2 separate regions of the Sus scrofa genome follow, and region 2 is linked to region 1. Evidence: chromatin contacts called from public Hi-C data. All regions are on one chromosome and are shown on one strand. Each heading gives the region's core, a stretch centred on a gene start, on an enhancer-like site or on the middle of the called end of the contact. The rest is flanking DNA. Distances are from core to core; before and after follow the strand shown.

The links. A called contact is a pair of places that touch in the nucleus more often than the background predicts.
Region 2: a contact with region 1 is called in a Hi-C map of mesenteric adipose tissue, with 1.7 times the contacts expected there. The contact joins two enhancer-like sites. A contact is called at or near these places in 4 of 47 Hi-C or Micro-C datasets (fetal liver, heart right ventricle, mesenteric adipose tissue and 1 more) and 1 of 2 datasets of contacts at active chromatin or transcription factors (skeletal muscle).

Annotation. Positions count from the first base shown.
Region 1 is chr8:100,300,506-100,305,187 of Sscrofa11.1, forward strand. No RefSeq gene overlaps it. Among named protein-coding and RNA genes, the nearest start is that of ANKRD50, 520 kb to the left of the region's middle. Within about 2 kb of position 2,231, at least 4 of the 83 cell types and tissues checked have an H3K27ac peak or open chromatin away from gene starts, as enhancers often do. A contact at or near this core is called in mesenteric adipose tissue, where this site is marked.
Region 2 is chr8:100,370,367-100,375,048 of Sscrofa11.1, forward strand. No RefSeq gene overlaps it. Among named protein-coding and RNA genes, the nearest start is that of SPRY1, 490 kb to the right of the region's middle. Within about 2 kb of position 2,300, at least 9 of the 83 cell types and tissues checked have an H3K27ac peak or open chromatin away from gene starts, as enhancers often do. A contact at or near this core is called in mesenteric adipose tissue, where this site is marked.

The sequences.
Region 1 (4,682 bases), core at 981-3,480:
TATTCCCCAATGGCTCAAGCTAGAGGGAGCAGGCAAAGTCACCTACCTCCTGTCTTTCCCTGAAAAAGCTTATTTGCATATTTTCTGTAAAAGCTACCTGAAGGTCAAGCTGCTAATTTAGCAGGCCCTTGGAGCTAACTGGAATCCTTCCCAGAGGCCAGGGAAGCTAGAAGACACTACTCTTGCTTTCTCCTTCCAATCAACTTCCAAGTGACCAGTAGCCCCCTTGAAGGAGCTTGTACACACACCTGTTGCCCCAGGTTTTGCAACAGCCACCCAAAAGATGGGTCTCTGAATTGCTAGAGGTAATTGCTAGCCAAATGGGCTTGCATTCACATGTCCTACAGGGCTGCAGCAAAGATGCAGTTACCAGTGGGCATGGTAACAATCTCTAGCAGCTGTGCACCTGAACCCAGGATAAGGAAGCAGGTAAAAATGCCTATCTCTCAGTTTCCACCTGGAGGAGGCTTACCCACATATATTTCCAGCTGTGCCTTAGAGTCTAGCTTCTAATCAGCCTACAGCTAGGTACTGATTGTGATCCTCCACCTTGGAACATTGAGAGGTATTGGCAACACCCTCAACAACCTGGAGCCACTAAGAACGGAGAAGGAGTCTTGAACAGTACTAAAAGTTTGAGTGGCAGCTAGGAGCTCAAGCCAGGCTGCTCAACATGGTTTATCTGCTGCATGAGACCACTCTGTCAAGACTGTTTCATCTAAAGGGAGAGTCAAGGAAAATGAAAAAATAGAGGAATGTGTTCCAAACGAAGAGCAAGATGAATCTTAAGAAACAGATCTTAATGAAATGGAGGTGATTTACCTGATAGAGAATTCAAACTAACAATCATAAATATCCTCACCAAGATCAAAAAATAATGCATGAACAAGGTGAGAATTTCAAAGAGAAATATATATTCTCACTAGGTTCACTTTATTGATTTAGAACAGTAATGTTTGTTACTTTTTTAAAAGCCAAATCCTTTAAAACATACATTCGCAAGCGGTTAAGGAAAATACATATTTTATCTTCATACTATTTGCAGGCATATAGATATTCTTAAATCTGAAACAAAGCTACTGTATGTCATTCTTACATATCAGATATTGCTCATAATATTTAAAAATTCTGGTAAGTTTTCTGCAGTTCAAATAAAGAAGTCTAAGAATCTTATCCAAGCAGCTGTGGTTCCTATTTGAATTTTAGCCTAAATTATTAAAACCTCAAACCACAAAATCCCCCTAGGAAATCTTGAATAAGCATTGTTCTCATTGAAAAGGGCTGGGATCAGAAAGGAAGCAAGAGGTTTATGCTTTAGTTGCCTTTAGAACATCAAAAATATAGTGGTCAATTCTCCTTCAGATGTGTGTTCATAACCCCTTTTAATGGCAAAGGAAATTATATGTGTGGATTTGGGGAGAACATACCCCCAAGTAAGCAAAGCCAAGAACAACCAAATTTCTTTGCTTCAAAAAATTGGCTTAAACAATAGTTATTTTAAAAATAATTGTATGCAATATGTCAAGTAAATCTATTAATCAGTGGTAAGATTTCTATGACCAATTTGAAGAAAAGGCTGAAAAAATAGTTTAACCATATTTCTTTTCTAATTCTGAACAGAAAAATACAGTTACTAAACTATTTTTGAAAAAGCACTTATGTTTCTCAAAAGCAAGTATCTCATAATTCAAAAATTGTTTTTATTTTCTACCAGTCCCTGATGGGAATATTTTCATGTTTCCTAATGGTATAGCATGTAAAACAGACATTTTGTGGAAAGAGCTTTCAGAACTATAATGTTTTAAACACAGATTTTTTATCATTGAAAGAAGGGGTAATGCTCTTTAATATTCCTGAAAATGTGTCTGATAGTATTAATTTAGCAGAGGGAAAGTGAGTAAGGGAGGAATGCACAGGGAAGTTATTATGTCTGAGGAAGTGGTTAGGGAGTTTGGCTTTAAATACTCCTCACTACATCCAAAGCACAAAGGTTTACTAAACAGAAATTTAAATCAAAAGACAAACAGGATGTTCTTCTGGGACACATTTTTGAAAGCATATTTTTAATACCACATGAAAGCTGTGCCATCCAGATGTGAAAGCAATAAAATTTAAAAAAAAAACAATAAAATAAGTGAAATTGAATGATGCCTTTAACATGGAGCACTTCCTCCGTGAAGTCACTGGATCAGAGACAGAGCTATTTACTCTGAGGAAGAGGTGGGGCAAGTTCTGTAGGCCTGGGTTTTCTCACAATGAAAGAAGTAAAATAGCAATCTGGTTTGAGGAAACAGTGAGCTTTGGCAGCCTCTGCTTTCTGGATTTCTTAAATTATCTATTTTAGACTGAAGTGGAAACATATTAAAGCCAACACTTTAATATCAGATCAGCTTCAGGAAGGAAAACAGAGAAAAAAATTGTTGGTACATATTGTACCCAGAGTGTTATGAAGCAAGAAGTGAATAACAGTTTCTATGAGCTACCTAAGGTTAGTGATCATATCACAGATACAAAATGATAATGTCATTAAAACTCAGAGCACTAAAGAATTTGGAAATAAGAAAGTCTTTGCTAAGACTTAAGAAAATAGGACGTGTTATAGCAAAATAAAACCATTACATTTTTCACTGGAAGGGAAGGGAAATTTTTAGGGTATCATTTAAGTATTTCTCAGATTCTTAACTTTAATATTTTATTTTATTTTATTTTTAAATGATTTTTATTTTTTCCATTATTATTGGTTTACAGTGTTCTGTCAATTTTCTGCTGTACAGCAAGGTGACGCAGTCACACATACATCTATACATTCTTTTTTCTCACATTATCATGCTCCATCATAAGTGACTAGATATAGTTCCCAGTGCTATAGAGCAAGATCTCATTGCGTATCCATTCCAAAGGCAATAGTCTGCATCTATTAACCCCAAATTCCCAGTCCATCCCACTCCCTCCCCCTCCCCCTTGGCAACCACAAGTTTGTTCTCAATGTCCATGATTTTCTTTTCTGTGGGAAGGTTCATATGTGCCATATATTAGATTCCAGATACAGGTGATACCATATGGTATTTGTCTTTCTCTTTCTGACTTACTTCACTCAGGATGAGAGTCTCTAGTCCCATCCATGTTGCTGCAAATGGCATTGTTGTGTTTTTTAATGTCTGAGTAGTATTCCATTGTGTATACACGCCTCATCTTCTTAATCCATTGATCTATCAATGGACATTTAGGTTGTTTCCATGTCTTGGCTATTGTGACTAGTGCTGCAATGAACATGTGGATGCATGTGTCTTTTTCAAGGACAGTTTTGTCCGAATATATGCGCAAGAGTGAGATCGCTGGGTCATATGGTAGTTCTATGTGTAGTTTTCTAAGATACCTCCATACTGTTTACCATAGTGGTTGTACCAATTGACATTCCCACCAACGGTGCAGGAGGGTTCCCTTTTCTCCACACTCTCTCTAGCACTTGTTATTTGTGGACTTATTAATGATGGCCATTCTGACCGGTGAGAGGTAGTACTTCATCTCATGGTAGTTTTGATTTGCATTTACCTAATAATCAGTGATGTGGAGCATATTTTCATGTGCTTTTGGCCATCTTCATATCTTCTTTGGAGCAATGTCTATTCATGTCTTTTGCCTATTTTTCCATTGGGTTGTTGGCTTTTTTGCTGTTTAGTTGTATAAGTTGTTTATATATTTTAGAGATTAAGGTCTTGTCAGTTGCATCGTTTACAACGATTTTCTCCCATTCTGTAACTTGTCTTTTTGGGTTTTTTTTTATGGTTTCCTTTGCTGTGCAAAAGCTTGTCAGTATGATTAGGTCCCATTGGTTTATTTTTGTTCTTATTTCTCTTGCTTTGGGAGACTGACCTGAGAAAATATTCATGATGTTGATGTCAGAGAGTGTTTTGCCTATGTTCTCTTCTAGGAGTTTGGTGGTATCTTGTCTTATATTTAAGTCTTTAAGCCATTTTGAGTTTTTCTCGGGCATGGTGTAAGGGTGTGTTCCAGTTTCATTGATTTACATGCAGCTGTCCACTTTTCCCAGCACCACTTGCTGAAAAGACATTCTTTTTCCCATTTTATGTTCTTGCCTCCCTTGTCAAAGATTAATTGACTGAAGGTGTCTGGGTTTATTTCTGGGTTCTCTCTTCTGTTCCATTGGTCTGTTTGTTTGTTTTGGTACCAGTACCACACTGTCTTGATGACTGTGGCTTTGGAATAGTGCCTGAGTCTGGAGAGTTATGCCTCCTGCTTGGTTTTTGTTCCTCAGGATTGCTTTGGCAATTCTGGGTCTTTTGTTGTTCCATATAAATTTTTGGATTGTTTGTTCTAGTTCTGTGAAAAATGCCATGAGTAATTTGATAGGGATTGCATTGAATCTGTAGATTGCTTTGGGTAGTATGGCCATTTTTGCAATATTCATTTTTCCAATCCAGGAACATGGAATACCTTTCCATTTCTTTGAATCCTCTTTAATTTCCTTGATTAATGTTTTATAGTTCTCAGCATGTAAGTCTTTCTGCTCCTTGGTCAGGTTTATTCCAAGGTATTTTATTTTGGGGGGGGTGTGATCTTAAAAGGTATTGTATTTTTGTATTCCTTTTCTAATATGCCATTGTTAGTATACAGAAATGCGACTGATTTTTGGATGTTAATCTTATATCCTGCTACTTTGC
Region 2 (4,682 bases), core at 1,050-3,549, 70 kb after region 1:
ATTAAGTGAGGAAAGATCTAATAACACAGAGGAAATACAACTATATGGCAAAATTATGAAAAGATATGAGAACTGGATGACAGACTCAAGAGAGCATGACTATTAACTATATTGATAAATATTCACAAGTGGTATAATTGACAGAAAGATCAGAGCCAAAACTGCTTGGGTAAGTCAAATAAGTTGTGCCCACCTAAAGGATTCAGAAGAACATGAGAAGAGTGAGAGTATACAGAGAAGAGAAAGAAACATTCTCTGGGGAAAGATGCAAATCTCCTGGCCTCCAAAGGTCTTAGTAAAACCTACACAGTTGCATTTAATAGTATCCAAGTCAATCAAGTTTATATCAGGCTGAGAGCATACCTGTACTCTTCTAAGACTGTGCTGTTACACATAAGCCTAAAGTCCTCCAGAACAGAACCTTGTCTGGAAACTTGCTAGAGACCTCCTCACCTGGGTCAGGTGCACTTCATTAGTCTTGAGGTATACAGTGTACAGTATGATTGTTACAGGACCATACTCAAAACTCTGGCTTGAAACACTTGCCAGGCATGTTCGCAACCTGCACAGCCTAACACAGCTTGATCTGATTACCATCTCGAATATTGTGCAGTTACCCAGCGATTTCTAGAAGGTCTCAGCTATAGGACCCCTCATCCTGCAAGGAAGCCGAACATGGGAAAATTGAAGTTCCAGAAAGAGGAAAAACAATAAATGCTGGGAAAGGAGATCATTAAACCAGAAACATTTAAAATTTTCTCAAGCAAAGACTTGAATTTCCAGACTGGAAGAGCTTATCAGGAAACACATGTTAATACATATATCCTGATAAAAATTCCTGAATTCCAAGGAGGCATCTTAATAAGCCTCCAAACAGAAGAAGTGGTTATTTGCAAGGAAAAAAAAAAACAAAGACATTTAGCATTGAACTTCTCCTCTACTACATAGGAATTAAGAAGGGAATCGATCATTTACGTGTCCAAAAAAAAGAAAAAGAAAGAAATGCAAGGATCAGAAACATAAAAAAAGGTGTGCTCTGTTGGCAGCAATTACTAGACAAAGGATTATAACCAAACAAACATTAACCAGAACAGAAACTTCAAGAAAGAAGAACACAGGATGAGAGAATTCCTGAGAACATGAACTTTAAAATTAAAGGTGGTCATGTTTGACTAATTTCAGGCTGTTGGAATTTAAGCAAATGAGATGAGCTCAACTTCTGTGTTATCTCTTTTGAAGAAAGATACCTACCCTGGACCTCATCTTTCTCTCTGCTTCATGGCTAAGAAGTGGGGAAAATTAAAGCAAACTTGAAAGGCATGTTGAGAATAAAAGAGTCACTCCACCAACCACAGGCTGAACACATCTTGACTTACTTGTGAGAGAATTAAAATGATAGTATTTGATTCTCCTGTATTTAAGGTCTCTTTGAAACAGCAGCTTACTCAACTACAACTTCTCAGGAAGGTTTCGCTCTAGCTTGGCTCAAGGTTTAGGTACTTTTCTTTAGACTAAACCTTATGAGATTACTGATGTACATTGGATAGTTGCTGACCATAGAAAAATGGCATTTTATGTGGTTCAATCTAATAGTTACAAGTTCACAGTTGAATTCCTGTGTTATAAATTCAAAAGGCTCCTCATACCTCTTTTTGTCCCACTATATTCCTCAAGGAGAAAATAATGAGTCCCTTAGTCAGTTTTATTCTTTCAGGACTGGGGGATCTTTGTAAATCAAGAAATGACTAAACAATGTGATGGAAAGGAGCAATACTATGATTATATTCTGCCAGAGAGTACAAGGAGAGTAAGACTCAGAGGTCTTTTTTTTCCTCATATTTGCTTCAAAGATAGGAGGGTTGTTTTTGTTTGATTGTTTTGTAAATATCTTTGTATTGTCTGTTTTTTCCATTTGTTCTGCTCATGTGAATTTTTTTCCATGTATATTTGCTCATTTTTGATTATATGGATGCTTTTCTTTTTGAAAATTTTTGACAATTTTTAAGTCTGAGATGAAAGTAGATTCTTCCAGAAAGTATTCAGTATTGTTCCTACCAAGTAATGGAGAATACTACCAATCATTTTAATGATTAAAGAATCATTTAAAGTTAAATTCAGTTTCAGCTGTGTATGATAATACCGGTAGTATTAACTGGTGCTGCAGATCCATGATAGAGATGATGCATGGTTACAACTTCTCAGGAAGGTTTCCCTCTAGTTTGGCTCAGGGTTTAGGCACATTTCTTTGAATTCTTCTGGGAGTAAACAGGAAAGGGGATAGCTTAATTCCTCTTCATTCTTATTCAGAGGATACAACTTTTGGCTGCTTCCACTTGAGGACTGGACTGCCCCTGACTCTCCACTCTAGGCAGATACTGAGCCTTGAATTTAGCCCTTTATGTCCCAGTACAGACCTCAAAACTGAAGGTCAAGTTTGCCTCATTCAGCAAAGGCCTTCAAGGATAAAAGTGGCTTCAGTCATTGTCTTACTGCTCTAGGTTCTTGCTTTTGGCTAGAAGTTGTCCTGAGAAGTCTTCTTATGTTTTTGATTATTTGATTTTGTAATGATGTAAATATATATGTGTGTGCATGTGTGTATTTATATATATATATAAACATATATATATATGTATATATATAACTTGTTACTTGTTTTCAGTGGGAGTATTTGCTCAAATACCTTTCAGTCATAACTAGAAAATAAGGGCATCAATAAATGTAAAACTAAATATTTTCAATATTAAATTTACAAAAGTATTGAGGGATCTGTCATATCCATCTCTAACTTACCCATTTCTCCTGCCTCCACCCTTCTTCCCATCATGTTATTTATATCCTGGAATTTATATAGGGACTGATGAGCCAATTTGAATCGTGCACATAGTGCTCAAATTCCTGTATAGAACACTTAAAGCTCAATGGCTGTTGATTTCCAGACATTTATTTGGTACTTGAATATCTCTGCTCTGCATCAAGATACTCCTTAACTTGATATCAAAATATCTCTAAAAATGTGTTCTAAATACGTTTTGTTTGATGATTAAAATCTTTCAAAGACAGGAATTTGATAAAATGTCTGAAGTAATTATAACAGGAAGAATAAAAAAATGAGTAGATATCTTAAGACATAAATATGAAAGAAAATGAGGATCCTCTCCTCCAGAGTATGTAGTACAAAGTTAAAATATTAGTCAATGATTAGGAATGCAAAACAATCCCAGTCCTTCTATGAGTATAATGTGAAGTTGTAGCATTTGCAAGTCCTGTTTCTTTTCTTTCTTATTCTTCCTTTGAGAATAGGAAAGAATTTACAAACCAAATTCTTCATACATGATATCTTCTTCATGGACTCTTAAAAGTATTGGCACCCTAGACACAAAATGTACCATAAGACATTCCTTTGTATTTTTCATAGTTTCATGGGAAGGAACTTATGCAAATTATAGTCACAGACAAAACATATCCTGGTGACATCATGATTTCACTGAAAACTTTCCAACACTGAAAAAATATGTTTCTTCCATCCTTACCCTCCCCCTCTGGTAGCAACAGGCACATCCAGCTGTTGTTTTTAGAGAAGGGCGTCTATTGAAGCACCACCCTGTTTTTGCTGGTCTCATCCTTCAGCGTATTTGCAGAGTGCAAAATCAGTTCCTCATGTTATGGTCATTGTTGGAGTTCTTTGTTCTATAACTCCTTTCTGATTAAGAGTTTCAAGAAGTTATTAAAAATAACAAACAAATGTTATTAAGGGATACACATATTCTTGCTTGCCATCGTGATGAAATTCTAAACAGTTGCAAGCTGTTATAAAAATGAATGTATAATTAAAATCATAAGCCAAATAAATTAAAACCATTAAGAATTTCATCATAATAAGATATATCAAATTCAAAACAAGATTGCAAACCGATTTTGGTGGGGATATTGAAAATTTCATACTTCCCAGCTTCATCATTATGGTTTTAAGCAGAAATTATTTTGGCCAATGCAGATTTTAAAATAACAAACGCAGCTATTTTCTTCTTAGAGGAAGACTGCTGTACCAGAGCCATTATTCTTATAGTGCCTTGTAACAAAATCTTGACCACTTCAGCCCCAGAGACTAAAGAACATTAGTGGAAATGTAGAAAAATATTTTCTGATTATATGACCAGGTATTTGGTACTGTACCCTGTTTGACACAAATGAAGTTTCTGGGCTCCTCGAACAGAGGGCACATGTATCTAACACCAGTATCTTGTCGTAAAGTTTTGCAATACGTGTATTATTACATAGATAAATCACACACACTAATTTTCATGTGCAGGGATTCTTGGAGAAATCAGTAAAACGTAGGTATATATTATTTCACAGTAATTTTTTTGAGTCTGAAAAAAATCTGAAATAATGAGTCTGTTGTGAAAATATATTTTTTTACTAAACATTTATTATATGGCAATGATTTCTAATCCCAGCTCCTTCTTAAGCCCATCTCTTTAATTAGCAATAACAATGATAACTTTTTAACAACCTGTTAATAAGTTTGTTAAATATGACTGGAATTATAGTCATCTTTAGTTAGAAGATGACTGGGAAAATAGAAAGATAAATAAAAGCAAGGCTTTGCCTCTTATGTTCCGTTGAACTTTTGATCAGTTTTATTAACTTTTGCTTGGTTTCTTTTTCTGTACAATTAGAGA